2 separate regions of the Sus scrofa genome follow, and region 2 is linked to region 1. A link is a contact called in public targeted proximity ligation data. All regions are on one chromosome and are shown on one strand. The core of a region is the stretch at or near the end of the contact, and the rest is flanking DNA. Distances in the headings are between cores, read along the strand shown. Region 1 overlaps CENPP (centromere protein P). Region 2 overlaps CENPP (centromere protein P).

Evidence for each region.
Region 2: a contact with region 1 is called in a targeted proximity ligation map of skeletal muscle. A contact is called at or near these places in 2 of 47 Hi-C or Micro-C datasets (embryonic fibroblasts and fibroblasts) and 1 of 2 datasets of targeted methods (skeletal muscle).

The regions. Positions count from the first base shown.
Region 1 is chr3:42,171,713-42,175,622 of Sscrofa11.1, forward strand. The region is part of intron 5 of CENPP (centromere protein P); the gene reads left to right. All of the region lies in intron 5 of ASPN (asporin), which reads right to left. Among named protein-coding and RNA genes, the nearest start is that of OMD, 19 kb to the left of the region's middle.
Region 2 is chr3:42,306,850-42,310,654 of Sscrofa11.1, forward strand. CENPP (centromere protein P) reads left to right here. Exons shown (of 8, transcript NM_001315813.1): 7 at 708-799; 8 at 1,407-1,587. The coding sequence ends at 1,546. It overlaps IPPK (inositol-pentakisphosphate 2-kinase), which reads right to left. Exons shown (of 13, transcript XR_002342483.1): 13 at 1,152-3,805. Among named protein-coding and RNA genes, the nearest start is that of IPPK, 59 kb to the right of the region's middle.

The DNA.
Region 1 (3,910 bases), core at 974-3,473:
TCTTAAAATCTCTTCTTCTATTACACACTCCCATCTTTTTCTCCTTCTACCTACTGACTTGTTTCAGATATTAATTTGATATGCTCGTTTGTAGATTGGGCTGGTTGATGGCTTCCTCATGATATAGTTTATCATGGCCCTCTAGCCTCCTTATATCTTATGACTGGGTAGTTAGAGCTAGAGACCAGATTAGATTCATTGAATCACTCTTTGATCTGATGGTCTTAGCTCTCATTCATTGATTACTGCTACCTAGGTTTATTATTTCCTTAAGAATGGGAAAATGGTGATTTTCTGATTTTGACATTCTTTATGCATTTATTAGGTGGTAGTCTTCTCTAAAGAATTTTCCTTCTTTAATTATTTAGTTACTTTATAATACAGTTTTTATAGAAAAAGCAGCATAAATGCTTGATTTTTTTTCAACTGACGAATTAGTACATTGCTCAAGGGTGACTAATGAATTTTTTTATTACAAGCACATTGACTTTCACCCCATTTGATATGTCTGATCCTCTGCAGTACTTATTCTTTTTAATAAGCAATAATAGTTTCTGCAGAAATTAAGAGAAGCATCTGCAGCATACCTGGCACATGTCAGATATCCTGTGAAAGTTTGCATCTTCTCACACCTGGGTGTTATGACCCAAGCCCTCCCTAGATTAACTGAAGCTGGAATGACAGAGACTAACCAGAAAATTCAGTCAGATCTCATTGTATTAATCCTACACATAGGGTATTATTTTTTAATCAAGTGTTCCTGTTAGCTAGGTAGGAAAAGCATTCTTTTTTTCAACTCTTGCTACAATATTTCCTTACTTTTTTAGTAGTAAAGACTTTTGAAGGTAATTGAGGAATCCTTATGAATATCAGTACTCATCATGCCTGAATTTATGTTGATTTCAGAATGTACTTTGAATTTTAAAAATGAGTCAAGTAGAGAGCAGGAAAAATAATTCTAAACTAAGAATGTTGGAGTTCCCCTCATGGTGCAGTAGAAGTGAATCTGGCTAGGAACCATGAGGTTGCAGGTTTGATCCCTGGCCTTGCTCAGTGGGTTAAGATCTGTCATTGCCATGAGCTGTGGTATAGGCCGGCAGCTGTAGCTCCAGTTAGACCCCTAGCCTGGGAACCTCCATATGCCTCAGGTGCAGCCCTAAAAAGCAAAACAAACAAACAAACTGAGAATGTTCAAATTTCTTGAATACTGATCAGTTGAGCTTAATTGTATTTATAGAATGACTGTGGAGTTCCCGTCGTGGTGCAGTGGTTAACGAATCCGACTAGGAACCATGAGGTTGCGGGTTCGGTCCCTGCCTTGCTCAGTGGGTTAATGATCCGGCGTTGCCGTGAGCTGTGATGTAGGTTGCAGACGAGGCTCGGATCCCACGTTGCTGTGGCTCTGGCGTAGGCCAGTAGCTACAGCTCCGATTCAACCCCTAGCCTGGGAACCTCCATATGCCGCGGGAGCGGCCCAAGAAATAGCAACAAAAAAAGACAAAAAAAAAAAAAAGAATGACTGTATACTCACTTCAATATATAAAAGAAAATGTTGTCTTCAAAGACCTTGAATACTAATTGAGCAAATCAATCATATATACAAAAATCACTAGAAAAATATAGACTGTGCCAGCTTATTGCTATATGCTATATAGCAAGTCAAAGAAAACTTGAGTCAGGAAAACTTGGATGAGGGTTTGTAGAATGTAAGGGGACTGTTCTGTCATATGGATTTAAATAGAAGCTGAAAGACTGCCAGCACACAGAGTGTACTTTCATACAGATATTTCTGTTCCTACCCTTTCTTCAAACAGGTCTCTCCTCCCCTTCATACAGTATTATTGCATGACAGAATTTTCCAAATGACTAGGAAGGAAAACATTTTTTCGCCCTCCTTATGTTAACTCGTCAGGTCTGGTATGAACCCTTTGAATTTCTGCCTAATTCATCCTATCACAGTGGGTAGTGAACATTGAGACAGCCTTAACATTTGAGCAGATAAGTCATAAAAGCAAAAAAACCCTGGCTTTTGAATGTTATAGGGATCTTGAGAGAGTAGTTATGTAAACTGAGAAATTTGATTCTAATTTAAATTTCTAAGGACACAAAGTACTCCTTTAGGCTTTGGAAGAATCTTGAGAACTTCATGAGGAGTGCAACTTTCTCTTTAAGATAAACTTTGAAACTTCAAGTACTGCGGATGTTTTGTAGCATAAGAAGCTGCTGGTATAAACATACAGAGCAGTGATAGGCCTCTAAGTCACAGCTCTGGGGTAGCACTAGTTACCTTCCCTTACCCTGTCCGGACCTCTTCCTGTTCCTCCTTTCTGTATCAGGTTCCACCATATGAATGGGATTTTATTTAACTTGTTAGGTAGAGTATGTATTGTTTTTGTTGTTGTTCTAAAGATTAGAAGGCAAATATAACATTTTAGGTTTCTTCTAGAAAAACACCTACCTCCTGGAAAACTAAATTAAGATGTTTTTTAATTATAGTTCTGAATTAAGCTGATTTTTCCTATATTAAAAAATTTGTCTGCAGTTCCTGCTGTTGTGCAGTGGGATAAGAATCCCAGCTCAAGTCGTTGCAGATGTGGGTTCAATCCCCGGCCTGGTGCAGTGGGTTAAAGAATTGGGCATTGCCACAGCTGTGTCACTGATTGTAGCTGCTGCTGTTCTGGGAACTTCTGTATACTATGGGTGCGGCTATTAAAAAAAAAATTGTCTTTCCACTTTTACTTTAGATGATTTTTCTCCTACATGAAAGATTGGTTAATAGTAGTAGCTTTGCTTGATTAATAATAGCTTTACTATCTTTTAAATTATCAGCTTATGTTTGTTTTGTTAATCTGGATCAGCTGAGTAGTAGAAAAGGGGTTATGATGAAATAGAAGAAAAGAGATTGTTGCTGCTTTTACTATGGATACTGAAAGACAGGGCTGTTTGAAAGGAAAATATGTTATTAATCATGGTGTTATTTTTGATCCAGGTAGTTAGCATAGGAGAGAAAGAGACCTTGTCAGGGAGGAGGACTCTGAACCTAAGTTCAAAGAAAGGCAAATCCTATCTAGTTAATCATCAGACTGGGAGCTTGGAAGCAATGTTAAAAAACTGCTCCAGTGGCAAACTTAAGAAGCATTTTAGGAGTTCCTGTCGTGGCGCAGTGGTTAACGAATCCGACTAGGAACCATGAGGTTGCGGGTTCGGTCCCTGCCCATGCTCAGTGGGTTAATGATCCGGCGTTGCCGTGAGCTGCGGTGTAGGTTGCAGACGCGGCTTGGATCCCGCGTTGCTGTGGCTTTGGCGTAGGCCAGTGGCTACAGCTCCGATTAGACCCCTAGCCTGGGAACCTCCATATGCCGTGGGAGCGGCCCAAGAAATAGCAAAAAGACAAAAAAAAAAAGAAGCATTTTACTTTGAGGCACTAGCTTCAGGTCATGTGTAGTGTAAAGAGCGAGGTACTCCTGGTATTGGTTATGTTATGAGTGGGCTTTTTACCTTGTGCCCGACATTGTCTTCACATTCTTCTGTGCATTCGCACATTAATCACAGCACCCCGTGGAAAAAAATGGGATGTAGAGCGCCTTGCCCAGAGTGTACACCCATCCCTGCCAGAGCCAGGATCCATCTCTAGCTCTCTGCATCTTCCTCTGCTTTATTCTCTACAGAATTCTTACCTTTAACAGACACTTCACAGAATGACAAGTGTAGATGAGTAAATGTCAGGAAGGAGACAGAAAATAAAAAGTTGATTGATTCTTAATGTTTGTTTTCACTGGGGAAGAAAGATTCTGGTTTCATACTGACCAAAAGAAAAAAAAAAAAGGCACTGGAGAACCTCTTGTGGCTCAGTGGGTTAAGAACCTGGCATAGTGCCCATGAGGATATGGGTTCAATCCCTGGCCTTGCT
Region 2 (3,805 bases), core at 1,087-3,586, 140 kb after region 1:
AATGGTGTTGGAGTTACGTTAAGCTTCTGGAACCTCCCTTGTTATCCATTATTTCCAGTATTCACCTTTGTTGGTGCATGTAGCTGTGGTTCATTTTCAGTGCTTACACGCCATTAGGTGAACATGTGTATTTGTGCATTCTTCAGGTCTTGGGTATCTGGTTGTTCATCGTTTTCCACTATTTCTAACACTCCTGTTGACATCCCCTGGCACATGGGTACACAGCTGCTCTGGGACATATACCTAGAAGTGAAATTCCTGGGTCATAGGGCAGATTCAGCTATCCCTGCCAGATTCTTTCCTTTATCACTTTGTATTTCCCATCAGTAATTTTGAAGTTCCTATTGCTCTGCATCCTGTACTTCACGTGTACAGTCACACTAACACGTAGTGGGTACAAAGCGGTATTTTATTGATCTTAGTTTCCATTTTCCTGTTTGTTTCCTGTTTGTTAATGATGTTACACATCTTTTTTTGTTTAATGGACCATACTTTCTCCTCACTGCGGGTAGACATCTTGAAGATCAAAGGAGTCTGAGACCTTGGGGAAGGGCAGGAGCTCCAAGGATGCTGGACGGAGAGCAGAGCTTCTGCCTGGGGCGGGGGGCGGCCTCTCCTGCAGGAGAGCGGTGGGTGCCATGTACAGCTTTGTCTCTTAACCGGATTTCACAAAGCACTTAGCAGTGTATCTGTCTTACCTCTTTCAGGTTTGAACTGGTAATTGTTTGGAGGATACAAATAGATGAAGAAGGGAAGGTTTTGCCGAGGCTGGATCTTCTCACCAAGGCGCCGCTGTCAGGTAGGGATGTTCTGGTGAGCTTTCGTGTGCCCAAGAGACACTTACTTATTTCATATGTTTCTTTTTTTGTTTTTGTCTTATCTTTTTAGGGCTGCACCACGGCATATGGAAGTTCCCTAGCTAAGGGTTTGATCAGAGCTGCAGCTGCCAGCTGACACCACAGACACGCTAGATCTGAGCTGCGTCTGCGACCTACACCACAGCTCACAGCAACACTGGATTCTTAACCCACTGAGCAAAGCCCAGGGATCAAACCTGCGTCCTCATGGACACTAGTTGGGTTCTGAACTTGCTGATCCACAACAGGAACTCCCTCGTCTGGTTTTATGTGGCAAGAATCAAAAGCCAAAAATCTTATCAATGTGCTTTTTATTTTTTTACATCAGTCTTCAAAATATTTTTGTCAGTAGCCACTCAAAAAAGCACATTCATGGGGCTGCTCCCCACGGCCCCCCCTGGGCTGAGTGCAGTATCTCTGCCTTGGGCACACAGGTAGGTGCTTGGTTCACAGTTATGATTCGGTTGTCCTGGCCTCCCATGCAGTGTGGCCAGCTGGGAACAAGGGAAGGGCCTCGGGGAAGTTTCTCAGCAGTTTTTTTCTTTACAGCCCTGGAACTGGACAAGAACAGAGTCATAGAAACTGCTCCTCTCAGCTTCCGAACCCTGCTGGGTGTGCTGGGCATTGAAGCCACTCTAGAAAGCCTGATAAAATCACTTTGCACAGAGGAACAAGTTCCCACACAGTGAACAACTACACAGGAGTAAGATGCTGTACCTAGAGGTGTGTGATTTTATTGAGTATAAACATTTGCTCTTTTCCACTTGGAAACCTTACCTTTAGAACATGTTTATGCAGTTATGGCACATTATATATAAGTTGTCAGGACATGAAAAATAAATAGTTATTTAAATTTAAAATACCAAACAAGTGACATATCTAGTGTATTTTTAAAAGTAAACCTAGCATTTGCGGAAGCACAGAGGTGGTCATCCATCTTGGGAGGTGGGAAGCTGCCCCTGCCTTGGGATGAACCCCATCTCGAAGCTCAGCCCCCCTCCTGTCACCCACCTTAGAGGCTTCTTGCCAGTGCAGCCTCATTTCTTAGACATTCCTCAGACACCCCAGGGGAGCCACACCCCTCTCCTCGCCTCCCAGCTCTGGAAAGCAGCATTTGGGAGGCATGCACAGCACTCTCAGCAGCAAGTCCTCTGACAGCCACCCTTCTTGGTCTTCCACAAAAAAAAAAAAAAAAATAGTGTTTAGCTTAAAAAATGCAGCAGAACAGCAAATACGCCATTGTCTCTTCACACGGGACCTTAACACCCCCATCCCTCTGCAAAGAGGGTGTCTTTATTAAAGTCCCCCAGGGTCTGAGTGCTACACTGACCTCAGTTGCCAGCTGAAATCAGAAGGGCTGAAAACAGTGTTTCCATCGAGTGAAGCCTCAGGGACGGGGCAAGGCGGAGTGTGAGGACAGCAGAGCTTTGGGCCAAGACCCTCTAGCACCAGTGCTCATCCCTCACCTCTTCCCTCCAGGCAGAGGGTGCTTGTTTTCAGACCAGCCGGTCCAGCCAGGACAGGCTACAGGGGGCTGCCCAGCCTACCTCTGTGAAGCCGGGGCTCCAGAACTCAACATGCAGGGACTTGGAGGTCCTTTGGGCACCCTGGGGCTGGGTAAGACCCTCCTGCCCCCAGGCCAGCAAAAAGGAAGAGCCTCGGGCCAGAGCGGCTCTGGCAGCTGCCCCTCCACAATGAGCACGCAGCTCCACACACACCCCTGAGGCAGGACTCTACAAAGCCCCCGCACACCCACACACCACATGAATGAGAGACTGGGCCACATGAATATCTTTGTCAACCTCCAAGTGTAGAAGGAAGAAGTACATGGTAGGACAGAGTTGAAGAATAAATTCTAGAAGAGCTGGCTTGATTCAAATAAGCGTAATTCTCAATTTATCACAAAATTCTCCACAAAAATTTACAATCAGCAAAATAGTCTCATTTTTTTGTGTAGTATTTTCATACAATTCCATAGTTTCACTAATAATATTATATCACAATAAGCCTTCATTAGTCCCTCAAAACGATGATATAAATAATCTATACAACCTACCATAAAATAAAAAACTAAGATTCCCAACAGTTTTCATAGCAGCTGGGCATGCTTTTGGTGACCCCAACAAGAACCTCTTGGTGCCAGCCAGGAGTTGCTCATCTGGAAGCAGGGCCTTGGGCAGCCCTGATGGGGAAGTGGCCTGGCACGACTTGAGGCCATTAACACCACGCCTCTCAGTGAAACTCGAGGGAGGAACCAGTATGGGGAGGAGGGAAAACTCGATGCCGGCTCTGGCAGAAGTAGCTGAGGTTTCACAACACCCAAAACGCCAGAAACACAGAGCTGGCAGGAGCACAGCCACGACACCCACCATGGGCACAGCAGCTCTGCTTCCAGCTTCCACAGCAGCAGTTTCAGGTGGGAAAGAACACTGTCTCCCCTAAACTTAAAGACAAAATCATTCCGCACAAAAGAGAAAGTCAGTGCTCACACAAGTGGTGTCTACCCTTGCCCTGAGTCCCACACTCCCTGCCGACCCTGTGCAGGGCAGGCGTGGGGCACGTCCACAGGACCCTGAGCCCGCTGCTCAGCACCAATGTCCAAACCAACAACTCACTGCTCTCCCCAGCAAGGAACCACTAAACCTGCGCTGCCATGTGGTTCGTGTCAGAAAAGTGACCAGGTAACTCAGCTGGGAAAGTTCCAGTAGTATCCGTGTTTTCTTAGAAGTCCCAACTGTAAGGTGTATGTGACAATTCAAGTTTTCTATATTAGGATTCCGGTGGTAGGAGATCCAAACCTTGGGTCTTAGAATAAGGCTTTTCAGAGATGAGACGTGAGCACTGGGTGGGAAGGGAGACCTGCCCTGGGAGGCCTCCTGGAACACAGCACACTGCTGGGCTCATGCCCAACATTCCTCGTCCCGGAAGATGTTCCTAGTGCTCTTCCA